Regions from separate parts of the Lactuca sativa genome. Here region 1 is linked to region 2. The links are chromatin contacts, called in public Hi-C maps. All regions are on one chromosome and are shown on one strand. Each heading gives the region's core, a stretch centred on a gene start, on an enhancer-like site or on the middle of the called end of the contact. The rest is flanking DNA. Distances are from core to core; before and after follow the strand shown. Region 1 holds the start of LOC111910591 (monosaccharide-sensing protein 2). Region 2 holds the start of LOC111896208 (calcium-dependent protein kinase 26).

Region 1 (6,500 bases), core at 3,763-6,262, 610 kb before region 2:
AATAAAAGAATCATCTTTGCATTTCTTGGCACTATACATCTAAATAATCTATGTCTTGATTTCCGATATATCAAATGTCATCCAAATACAAAACATTTTTGTGTTAAATATTTGGTTAATTTTCAGTTTATATTGTCTTAACAAGGAAAAGGTTAAAATTGCAATGCTATATTTGAATTTGCTTTTAAATCATTTTTGTTTATAAGAAAAAAGGTAAAATTACAATGTTGCATATTGATATACTTTTTGAAAGTACAATGTTTTAACAAGAAATTTCTTTTTAAATCATAATGCTTAAGAGAAACAAAAAAGGAAAAAAGAAAACTATAATTTAAAAAAATGAAAGCACTATATGCCAAACAAAAAAATAAAGCACATAGATTGCAATGTATATACAATTTTTAACCCATAATAGCAACTTATTTATATTTTTTAACAAATAATAGCAAATACATTACCTATAATAAAAACATAATTTTATCTTTTATACATAATAGCAACATATTTACATATCTTTTCCATTAAATATCAACATGTAACAAATAAAGTAAATTGCCAATATGAGTAGCAAAATGCAAGTATGTTGCTATCTTGACTAAAAATGATGTACATTGTTATAACAGGTAAAAAAGGACATAAATGCATTGTTATTATGGATAAAAAATAAAATACAATATGTGAAAATGACAAAAACTCTTAAGTTTGTTAGAAATGTACAAGTTTACCCTTTTGCATATTTCCTCTTGCGTATTTTTGTTTCATTAAAGCTAGAGTACGCTTTTTGCTGGTTTAATGAACATTGCTGTCAAACATAATAGCTTTAATGAATCAGAAATAAACAAAAAGGTAAAATTAGAAAGAAAAAAAAAATTGCAAACCTCCGACTTTAATGAACCTAAAATACGTAAAAGGATAAATTCGTACATTTCTACCAAACTTACTTTTATATCATTTGCCCATACATTACTTATATAATCTTTACCTATAACCATAAACCACAATTCTACTTAAAGATTTTATATAAAGGGGTAAAAGTTGATGAGACAAAAAGATTTTCGGGCCTAAACTTGGTGCATTAATTTAAAAAGGGAAAAAATACAAATGTTAAAAGACATTTGGTACAAAGCTATTACAACATAAACAACTAAAAATTTGAATTTTTCCATTTCAATCACAACAAAATTTAAACCAAACCAAAACACACGCGCGCGCTCCAAAAAACGTCACCGAAATCAGTTACCCTTTGCGGCCGCAACCTGTTTTGCACCAACTGCAAAGAACTCGGTAATAACTTCAAGTGGCATTCCTTTTGTTTCCGGAACCTTCAAGAACACAAACACCCACGCGATCACACACACAATCGCGTACAATCCAAAAACACCCGAGAGACCAATGGAAGTGAGAAGAACCGGGAGTGAGTATGTCACGATGATGTCACATATCCAAAATGTAAGGGCACAAATGGCAATGCAAAGTCCACGGACTCTTGTTGGGAATATTTCCGCACATAAGATGTTGGGAATTGGGCCAAAGCCCATCACGAAAGTACAAAAGTACACCACCACACTAGCGGTTGAAATGGCGGCGTTTACTACACTTCCAAAGTCGATTACACTTCCCACCACCAAGATTACGAGGGTTAAGATTAACACCGGGATTGTTGTCAATAAAAGAGTCCTACAAATTGCAATAACATAGTTTTAAAGATATTAGAACATGAAAAAGACTTGTTGGGTATCATTATTCGTAGCGTCTTTACTTTCAATTTTTTTTATTAGAGCATTGTACTTTAAAAAATTCTTACGAAGAAGACGTTCTACTTTAAAAAGTCAACATGATTATAGCATTTTACTTTTAACTTTTTTCTGAATTTTGTACTTTGAAAAACGTACCCAATTATAGCAGTGAAAATTGCTTTGTATTCGGATGAAATTGCTATAATCAATAGATTTTTCAAAGTTTGATGTTGTGATAGAAAAAATGAAAGTAGGATGTTATAATAAACGTATTAACGAAAAAATATTGCTATTTCTTTCATTGAACCCAATGTAAAATAACAAAATGACATTTTGTCCCTTGAGACCCCGCTTGTTACACATGACAAGACAAGACAGAATAAAATAAGACTATTGTGTACTGTGTTTGACGTTAGATTAGATTGATGTGAACGGGACAAAAATTTCAACTTTTTGTCAAACTCAAAAAGGTGGGACAAAGACTTGCATCAAAACTTTTGTTTGTGTAAAAGACGTTAATGCCCTTTAATACAAAATTTCAAGAAAGTAACTAATTACCTTCTTCCAGAAATATCCATGAGCCTCATTGCCACAGCAATACAAGGAAGCATCAACAAAGTTGTAATGCAACTAATAAGAAGAGACGATGAAGTCGAACTAATTCCCAAATTTGATAAAAGAACACCAACACCCGCTTCCTCAAGAATCTGAGGCGTGTAGTAAAGAACTCCATTGATGCCCGAAAACTGCAAATAACAAAAAAAAATTTAAAAATTAAAAATTCAATAAACAAAAAAGTTTCCAAATTCCAATTTATATTTACCTGTTGAAGTATCTGAAGCCCAACACCAACAAACAAAGCATGTTTAACCCCGGGCTCAAAAAGATCCTTCCAACTCGTTCCTTTCATAGCCGCTTCAGATGGGTGCACCATAGCGGGTCCCACCGGGTGCTGATCCACAAGATCCTTAGAATAAAGCGCGGGTTGACTAACCAAAGCCGCCGCCTGAAAAACATCACCGGCATCCGCCGCCATATCACCGCCAGCAACCGAAATCAACGACCCGCGTTGCGACCCTCCGATCCCGGTCCCGCCTTCTTGATGCAAATAAATCCTCTTAAACCCGCCTTCCTTTTTACCATCTTGCCCTTCTCTTTCCGTCCACTGCCACGCCAGCTGCCACCCGCCGCCAATTCCAGTGCTGCTCAATTCCCCGGCGTTGTTTCCGACCACACTACTGTTTCTAACACTTAGAATGCTTCCATGTGAAGCCGGTTGAATCATGTCCTTTTCTAAACTTGTGGTTTGTCGGGAAATCAACGGGGAGTGGAGATTATCATCAGAATCGTTATTCCCGCCTCCGACATCGGAACCGGAATCATCACCACCATCTCTACCGACACTCTCTTCATCCCAATCTTCATGTTTAGGTTGGTTTCCAGTGACACTAAACATGCTCCCAAAATGTGGGAACAACATGCTGCCTTTGCTACCATGCGCATCTGGAAGCTTTTCATGGACACTTCCGAAGAGGGTGACAAGTGGGTCCATAAGTGGGACGCCACTAGGGTTTATAGTGCTTCCTTGACGAGATGCAATTCCGAGCATACTTTGACCGGTGACAGGTCGAGCGATCCATGAAACCCCAGCGTCATGACCGTATAGTTTGATTTTAGCAGCTTCGTCTTGTTCGTGTTCAAGATCATTTGCAGGTCCGATTATGTATTCTTCGATGGAGGTTTCACCGCCGACTCCAAGACCTTCCACTAGTAACGCCATCTCACCTGTCAAATCGGGAAAAAAAAAATCAGAAAGTTTACAGATGTGATGTTTCGTTACGAAAGATAGAGAATTGGTGAAATTGTTAACCTGAGACGTCTTCTTTGCCACGTAGCCTCTGTAAGACTTGCTTCGCTTCCTGCATTCGACCTTTGCTCACGAGCCACCGGGGAGATTCCGGCAAGAAAAAGATGGTGAGGACGAAGTAAACTAGAGAAGGGATTGAAAGAACGCCGAGCATCAATCGCCAGTTGGGTGATTCCATTAATGACATTCCGAACACCATACAGTAAGAAAGGAACATCCCGCCGGAACCTGTAAACTGCGGCAGAGTATTGAGCGAACCTCTGATTTCCGGCGGAGCTGTTTCGGAGATATAAACAGGGACAAGAGTGACAGCCAATCCGATCCCCAAACCATCTAGTAGTCTAGCTAATAGAAGGATGTAAACGTTGGGTGACCAAAGCATGACTAAACCGCTAACGAAGTATAGGATAGAAGAGATGATGAGCATCGGTCGTCGGCCATATGAATCTGCTACTGAGCCGGAGAAAGTTGTCACCAAGGTCGCTCCGATCAAGGATGTGGCCACGATTAGACCTTCGATTGTTGGTTCGCTTTCCAATTTGAACTCTTTCTTTATGTACAACACAGCCCCTAAATCGCAAAACAACACCGATTGTTTGTTAAATTATACTTTTTTTAAGAAGAATTTTGAGATTTGGAGCAATGGATCAATGAAGATCTGGTTTTTTTTAAGTAACTTACCGGCGATAGTGGCGTTATCCCATCCCTGAAGCAAGTTACCAACGGCGGCGGCAACGGCAACTAGCACAGCTCCGCTCATCTTCCTAACTTCTTCTCTACTACGCTGTAGATGAAAGTATCAAAACCCCAATTCAGTAAATCGACAAAAGAAAACACACACAGAGACACACAAGTAGATAGACACAAAATAACAGATCAAGCGATCAAATTGCGATAAACCCATCTTGAGATAACGCTATATGTGATGTCTACTAACGTTTAAATAAGAAAAAAGAGATAATTTAGGGGATAGATATGAGAATTGAAAGGATTCGCAAAAACGTAAATCCAAGATTCATGTCTGTTTGAAGACGATGAATCTGAGATTTGTTTCAATTACCGGCGATTTGTGATATGAATAACAAACGGTGCAAATCTATGGTGATTAGATGAATCGTTTTATCTCACTTGAGAAGTGATATGAGTGAAGTTGAGCTCACTGGGTTGTGTGCATTTGATTCAGATTAAAAGGAAACAAGAAAAGGGAATCAAAAATTAATGATTGAATTGTTATCAATTATATGTATAGTGGGGAAATAGTAGGAAAGTAGAAAGAATACCCCAAATTACTAATCAAACAAATACTTGCTTCATTTGAATGTAGAAAGAAAACTTCGAGAGAGAAGGAGAGAGATACCGTTGTTTGGGTGAGAGTCCAAGACTTGTCTACTTCATGTTGAAAAACGTCTCGATCAGTCGACTAGAAGATGAATTCACTATTCAGGGACTAGAATGGTCAAATGGTTATAAGTTGAGGGAGCTTTCTGAAAATTTGAGTGACTTAACTTAAGTACAGTTCTTTTTGCTCCGCTGGCTGAACGACACTTAAAGTGTTGGCGTCAGCAATCTTGATGGTACACAAAATGGCAATGTTACAAAAATAGTCCCCTGGGATATTCAATCATCTACATGGGTTAGTCGATCATTTACACATTTTGTCATTTGACAACTACTTTTGTAATAATGGTCCTTCATGTACTTTGGCATTGGTGAGCATGAGAGGTGGACATACCCTTTTTTCAAATCAAACTGGATTGGTTTTAAAACCGGTTAGTGTTTTTCCTACGGTAAGAAAACTAGTTTGATGCAAAAGTAATGCAGAGTAAAACCAAGTTGAGGCAAAACTAGTTTAGGGGCAAAAAAAGTTCAAGCATATAGGACAGCTGCAAAATCGGTTGAAAGCAAGATCAGGAAAGGAAGTGTTTGGATGTAGTTGTATCAAGGATGAACATAGGTTAGGAACCAAAGCGAGAACTGAAGAATCAGGAAATGAAGAACCGAGAACCAGACACAATACCCCAATTCCAATTGGTTCCAGTTTGGTTATACAAGTAAGTGTGTTCTTTAAAGATGTGTTTGGTTTCAAACCTGGCCCGAACCGAACTAAGAACCGATTTAGAAGGAAATGGAGAACCGAGAACTGGATTGAATACAATGGTTTCGGTCTCAGTTTTTTCCGATCCCTTTGCACATCAAATGCTCATCCCTAAGTTGTACATACAACTACTTGGGTTTTTTTGGATTTTTCGGAACTTCTAAACTTTTTCAGTAGAAAAACCAAGGAAAGGGGTCTACTTTAACAATATTATTTCACAATGTTTATTTTGTTTGTTTAATAGAGGTTATTTCCTCTTGTAGTGTCTTTATTTTACTAGCATCTTGCTAGTTTTAATAAAAATTATATTATTACACTGTTTTATAGAAAAATCTCAAATCTCAAACTGGTAAAGTGGCGGTTCAATTTTAAATTGAATTAGTTTGTATAAAACTATTTTTTTCATAAATCCGTCGGATTGTAATTTCGTTTTTTTCAAACCGTTTTTTTGTGCACATCTCGTAGAGAATTTGAAGGATGGAAAGGTGTAAGAATAGAAAATATTTTGGCAAATCGACGTGAAATTATAATGAATTTGTCAATGATCTAACGAACACACATTTTTTCTTATTTATGTGGTAGTCGTTTTTTTTTTTAATTATATAACTTTTGGATATTTATAAAGATGACCATATCGACCAAATCTTAGTCTTAGTATATAGTATTAAAGGATATGATTAATTATTTCCTCTTTTGCCAAGATAACTATAGAGTCCATTTATTTTTTTGGTGAACGGCAAGATATGACATAAAATTGTATGAAATCTCTTATTATGAGTCTACTTTTCAGAATGTGCATTTT
Region 2 (6,256 bases), core at 2,284-4,783:
CACTTCTCTCCTATCACGGGCCTCACCCCTACTTTGCTAATATTGAGATATGGAACCCCATCCATACTCATCTAGTGATGAGATACGGGACCTCGCCCACACTCACCTCCCTACCAGGCACATACAAGTATCATAAAGACAACATGTATAATCTAACATGCATATATAAATCTTCCTCGGGCTTTCCCCGATATTGGACCCCTGTTTGGAACATACTACCATACATATATACTTCGGGCTTGCCCCGGCATCGGACCTTGGTTCGGAACCTATCGTACCGACACATGCAAGAATCACAAAGACTTCTAGCATACTAACATTCCTCGGGCCTTGCCCGACATCGGATCGTGATCCAGAACATATAACATATAATGCCTAGGGCTAACCCCCGGGTCTTCCTACTATACACAAGCATAATGGGTTGGCATTGTGGCCTTAGACCCATGCACACAGTGAGGAGACTCACCTTGCACTGCTGAAGTCCTGCTGATACTTCTCTAGCTGCTAACTGGCAATTCCTCGAACTGCTGATCATTCGGCTCCCCGAACTATCAGTAACAACATGACACTTAGTCCCAAAATTTCCTCAAAGTCAAATTAGGTCAACCTTGGTCAAAGTCAAAGTCAACGCTCTGAGTTGACTCAACTCGCCGAGTTGCTCAATCAACTCACAGAGTTCCAGTAATCAGAATCCTGAAATCGCGATCCAACTCGTCGAGTCACCACCTGACTCGCTGAGTTCCCTGGCTACTCATGGTTGCGATTTATCGAATCAACTCGTCGAGTCAGCCCTCAGACTCACTGAGTTCTAGCATGAACAGAAACTGGACAACTCGCTTCGACTCGTCGAGTCCCTTCCTAGACTCGCCGAGTCTCTCATTCTGTTTGGTTCATCTTAATAGATTAAGCCCCTACAGTTCAAATCTAGACCCCAAACTTCGTCTTCATGCTAGAAATGACCCCTTAAGGGTAAAGTTTCCAACTTTACCCACTCCAAATCCTTCTTAATGGGTTTAGCCAAAACCCTAGTCCCCTCAAGACATAAATCTATGACCAAAACCCATATTACTCCAATCCATAGCAGGGGAACCAAGATCTAGACCCTAGTCACCCAATAAACACGTAAAGTCCTGAACTTTACATAAATCTATGACCAAAAGGCCATACTAGCATCCTTAGGGTTTGCATGAGACTCTAATGGCATAAAGTTTGCACCTTTATGCCTTCACAACCCTCAATGACTTCAGATCCGAAAGTATCATCAACTTGGGACATCCTTAACCTATGAATCCTACTTCTTGGAAAAAAAAACCCCATAAAGGGATCATAAAGAGATCTAAGAAACTACAAGGCAATTAGGAGCTTGATTACTAGAAAGTGATGAGATTAGAACGAAATCCATGGATCCACAACCTTCTCCTTGAACCTTCAATCTTCCTTTTCTTCTTCTAGCCTTCAAGAACACACGAAACACTCAAGGATGGCTCACACACTCTCAAAAGGCTCTAAGGTTTCGTGGTTTAAGTTCTAGACAATGAAGGCTGGGAATGGAACCAAGAGGAGGAGAATAAGATGTTTAAATAGGGCACCAAGTCCCAGATTTAGGGTTTCCCAAACCCTGACCAACTCGCTGAGTTGGTCCTCCAACTCGCCGAGTGGCTCACTTAACCCGCGACCCAAAATATGCTCCTACTCGTCGAGTCATCCCACCTACTCGACGAGTTGCCTTCTGATCTTGAGGTTTTCCTTTCCTTTCTAGGTCTTTTAAATTCGGGGTGTTACACAAAGATGACATGATATTTACTTACTTCTACCTAGGTTGGTACATATAAGTGCTAACAGGCTCTAACACTTCACATTCACCACATTAATTAACCCAAATAAGCTCTTTAATTAACCCTAACCTTACTAACCTAACCTAAAGAAGCTTTTAGTATTAAATTGAAAGATTACATTAAGTGTGATGTGAATGTTTCCAACAACACCCTACCCCTCACAAGTTTGGAAGCGTAAGAGTGTGTGGATAAGATTTACACTAAATTCATTCAATGGAAATCAGTTTAGTGCTTGTTACTTAGTCCAATCCGCAATTATAGATTTTGCAATTAGATAACTTGAATGACCTAACCCTGATTCAAATTATCAATAAGAATTACAATTATAATAAAGCATTCGATTAAAACAAAATCAAATTCAATAGATAGAAATTGAAAACAAACATCAAATCATATGATTGAAATCACAACTAAGAAGTCAAGACATAAAGTTGGAGAAACTAGGGTTCTAGACACACATGGCTAGAACAATCAACAAGTTAAAAAAAAGATGAAATAATCCGCAATGAAACTTACAAATCTAATGACAAAATGTTTCCAAATGATTACAATCGAAAACTTGTATTAGTACTAGAAATCACCATTCTCTAAGGGCTCTGAAATGAAGTGTAAGTCTAAAATGTACCAAAATCCTAAGATAGAGTAAAAAGGAAAAACCGCCAAAAGGCAGTTATAGGACCGAACAGGGCTTGTGTTGAAATAGGGTAAATCAATTCGACCAGTGTCGTGTAGAAAATGACTTGCCGTCTTCGGGACTTCTTCCAAAGTACATTGCTCAAAATTGCATAAATGGATCAACACAACCCGTGTCAATATAAGCTAAAATGACACGGTCCGTGTTCTGCAAGGTCCGTCTTTGCTTCTAGGCGAAAACTTGATTTTCCAACCTTTTTTGTTCCACGTTTGATCGTCCCGATACCTTCACCTGTGCTTCCCGCCACCTCCCAAAGCGCGTTTCCACCTCCGGATCACCTGAAATGAAGTGTAAGTTTAAAATGCACCAAAATCCCGAGATAGAATAAAAAGGAAAATTGCCAAAAGGCAGTTGTTGGACCGAACACGACCCTTGTTGAAATAGGGAAAATCAACACTGCCCATGTCATGTATAAAATGACTTGCCATCCTCAGGACTTCTCCCATAGTACATTGCTTAAAACTACATAAATATGCAAGTAAGATTGTTCCAATAAATAACAATACTTTTAATGAAATGAATATAAAATGAAGTAAACTACACTAAATCGATGCATAAAATGGACAAAAATATGTGCAAAAAGCACCTAATACTACGCTAGCTTCTAGCATGTACATTGGTTAACATGTCGCTCATATCCTTATCTTTCGGTAATAATATGTTACTTTAATGACTAATTGTGGAAAAAAAAACATTAGTGACCGATCTGAGATAAACACCAATCTTGGCTATTGTACAATATCAACTTTCCATCTTAATATAACATGTCAAATGTTTAGCCTATTTTATATATATATATATATATATATATATATATATATATATATATATATATATATATATATATATATATATATATATATATATATATATATATATATATATATATATATATATATATATATATATATATATATATATATATATATATTTTGGTGTTTCTGCAGGGCTTATGGGGATTTGATGGATAGTTTGAGGTAGTCATGTGTAATATTGTTGTGGATAGAGGAAGTTTAGAGGGAGATTGGTGAGCAGTAAGCTGGTCAGCACCCATCTTCCACCACCTCCTCCGTTCCTTCTTGGCAACAACACTGGAGTTTCCTACTTTTCATAAATTTAAACTTGTCAACACCCATGCTAGCTGTTCATCCGCTAATCATCATCCTTAGTCTTCTTCCTCAACCTGATCGCCGTTTAACTTTTACATTCGTCCTTCAGGTACTTTACTAGATCTATACCTCTTCTAATCTTATTACTTGCAACTACGTACTTGATTTCATCGATTTCTTCTGGTTGCTCTCATCTATTTTTAAGTCTTTCTCGTCATTTAATTTCATTTTCTCGTATGGGTTTTGCCTAAAATCAACAAATTTGAAGTCTTTCTGTCCATTTTAATAGTTTCTCATCTGTTTTTTTTTTTTTTTTTTTTTTTTTTTCCTGAAATCAACAAATTGAAATCTTTCTGTCCATTTTTATAGTTTCTCATCTGGGTTTTGCCAGAAAATCAACAAATTTGAAGTCTTTCTGTTGATTTTCAGCAAGTTCGCTCAGATTGGTTTTTTCTTGTTTAATCAACAATCTATTTACGATGAACTCAAGATTACTTCTCCGATCTGTTGGCAGATCTTTTTATTAAGAAAAAAGACGAAACTTTTCTTGAGGTGTTACATGTCTAATTTGTACGACTTGATACCTCTTTATGCAGCAAATTTGATGAGCAGAAGTTGATCGCTTTATGGGCAATACATGCCGTGGATCTTTAGGAACAAAACACACAGAAGGCTTTAATAAGCCCGAAGACCATTCAATCGCTACTCAAAACCCTTCTTCTGCTTTATCTAACAACTCTTTAGATTACTCACCCACCACCTTGATCAATCAAAACCTCATATCTCAAGAATTTTCAAAAGAACCCACTCCGAAACCCCTCCCTCTTCCCAAAAAAGACACCACCATAACCATGAGTCGCCATGGAACCTCCAACCAAGCTTACTACGTTCTTGGCCATAAAACCGATAACATTCGCGATGTCTACACATTGGGTCAAAAGCTAGGTCAAGGTCAATTCGGTACTACCTATTTATGCACTGAAATCGCAACAGGGATAGATTACGCTTGTAAATCGATTTCCAAAAGGAAGCTGATTTCAAAAGAGGATTTGGAAGATGTTAGGAGAGAGATTCAGATAATGCACCATTTAGCAGGACACAAGAATATTGTCACGATTAAGGGTGCATATGAAGATCCTTTGTATGTTCATATTGTCATGGAGCTTTGTAATGGTGGAGAATTGTTTGATCGGATCATTCAAAGGGGACATTATAGTGAGAGAAAAGCTGCTGAATTGACAAAGATTATCGTTGGTGTTGTTGAAGCTTGTCACTCACTTGGTGTTATGCATAGAGACTTGAAGCCTGAAAATTTCTTATTGGTTAACAGAGATGATGATTTTTCACTCAAAGCAATCGATTTCGGTCTCTCAGTTTTCTTCAAACCAGGTATATTATAATATTATATAGCAATACATAACCTGAAACTTGTAAAATGCCTAAATCTTTATATCTTATTATGAATTTGGTTTTCTTTCTTTCTTTTTTTTTTAGGTCAAATCTTTACAGATGTAGTAGGAAGTCCATACTATGTTGCTCCTGAGGTGCTTTTGAAGCATTATGGTCCAGAAGCAGATGTATGGACAGCTGGAGTGATACTTTACATACTGCTAAGTGGAGTGCCTCCATTTTGGGCTGGTATTTGTTATAAGCAATAAGCACTAGTTATGGATTTTCTTATCAGGAATGTTGACTTTGACTTTGACTTTGACTTTTTGTAGAAACACAACAAGGGATATTTGATGCTGTTTTGAAGGGAGATATAGACTTTGATTCAGACCCATGGCCTGTTATATCTGATAGTGCAAAAGATCTTATTAGGAAGATGTTATGTTCTAGGCCTTCAAATCGCCTAACTGCTCATGAAGTTCTTTGTATGTTGACTTTTTACTCAAAATAGTGTAAAACTAATTTTGATATCTTAAAGATTATGTTATTGAAAAGTGTAATATGAATTATTTGCATATAGGTCATCCTTGGATTTGTGAAAATGGTGTTGCTCCTGATAGAGCATTGGATCCAGCTGTTCTTTCTCGTTTGAAGCAATTCTCTGCAATGAATAAGTTGAAGAAGATGGCTTTACGTGTAAGAACATGTTTGACTTTGCTATTTCTTGCATTTACTACTTTCTTATATGATTTAAACATGACTGATGATATTATTGGATTAATAAAAAAGTAATCTTGATTCTTGAATCTTGAATCTTGAATCTTGAATCTTGAATCTTGAATCTTGAATCTTGAATCTTGAATCTTAAATCTTGAATCTTGAATGTGTTTAGGTTATAGCTGAAAGCCTATCAGAAGAGGAGATTGCAGGATTGAGAGAAATGTTCAAGGCAATGGACACTGATAACAGTGGTGCAATTACATTTGATGAACTTAAAGCTGGATTAAGGAAATTCGGTTCTACTTTAAAGGATACAGAGATTCGTGACCTTATGGATGCGGTAAATCTTGAGTTAAAAGTTCAAAAGTTGTACACGTGTCAAGTTGTGTGGTGTTTGTGCTGACATGTCATGTGGTTTTCCAGGCTGACGTGGACAACAGTGGGACAATAGATTATGGTGAATTTGTAGCTGCTACAATTCATTTAAACAAACTTGAAAGAGAGGAGCA

The links. A called contact is a pair of places that touch in the nucleus more often than the background predicts.
Region 1: a contact with region 2 is called in a Hi-C map of leaf, with 8 times the contacts expected there. The contact joins the promoter of LOC111910591 here to the promoter of LOC111896208 in region 2. A contact is called at or near these places in 3 of 4 Hi-C or Micro-C datasets (leaf and seed).

The regions. Positions count from the first base shown.
Region 1 is chr8:198,693,445-198,699,944 of Lsat_Salinas_v11, reverse strand. LOC111910591 (monosaccharide-sensing protein 2) reads right to left here and starts at 5,012. Exons shown (of 6, transcript XM_023906418.3): 1 at 4,884-5,012; 2 at 4,285-4,387; 3 at 3,607-4,173; 4 at 2,560-3,521; 5 at 2,295-2,482; 6 at 1,053-1,677. The coding sequence starts at 4,363. The coding sequence ends at 1,233.
Region 2 is chr8:198,080,454-198,086,709 of Lsat_Salinas_v11, reverse strand. LOC111896208 (calcium-dependent protein kinase 26) reads left to right here and starts at 3,533. Exons shown (of 8, transcript XM_023892223.3): 1 at 3,533-3,747; 2 at 4,235-5,027; 3 at 5,133-5,276; 4 at 5,360-5,512; 5 at 5,608-5,723; 6 at 5,920-6,087; 7 at 6,171-6,256. The coding sequence starts at 4,265.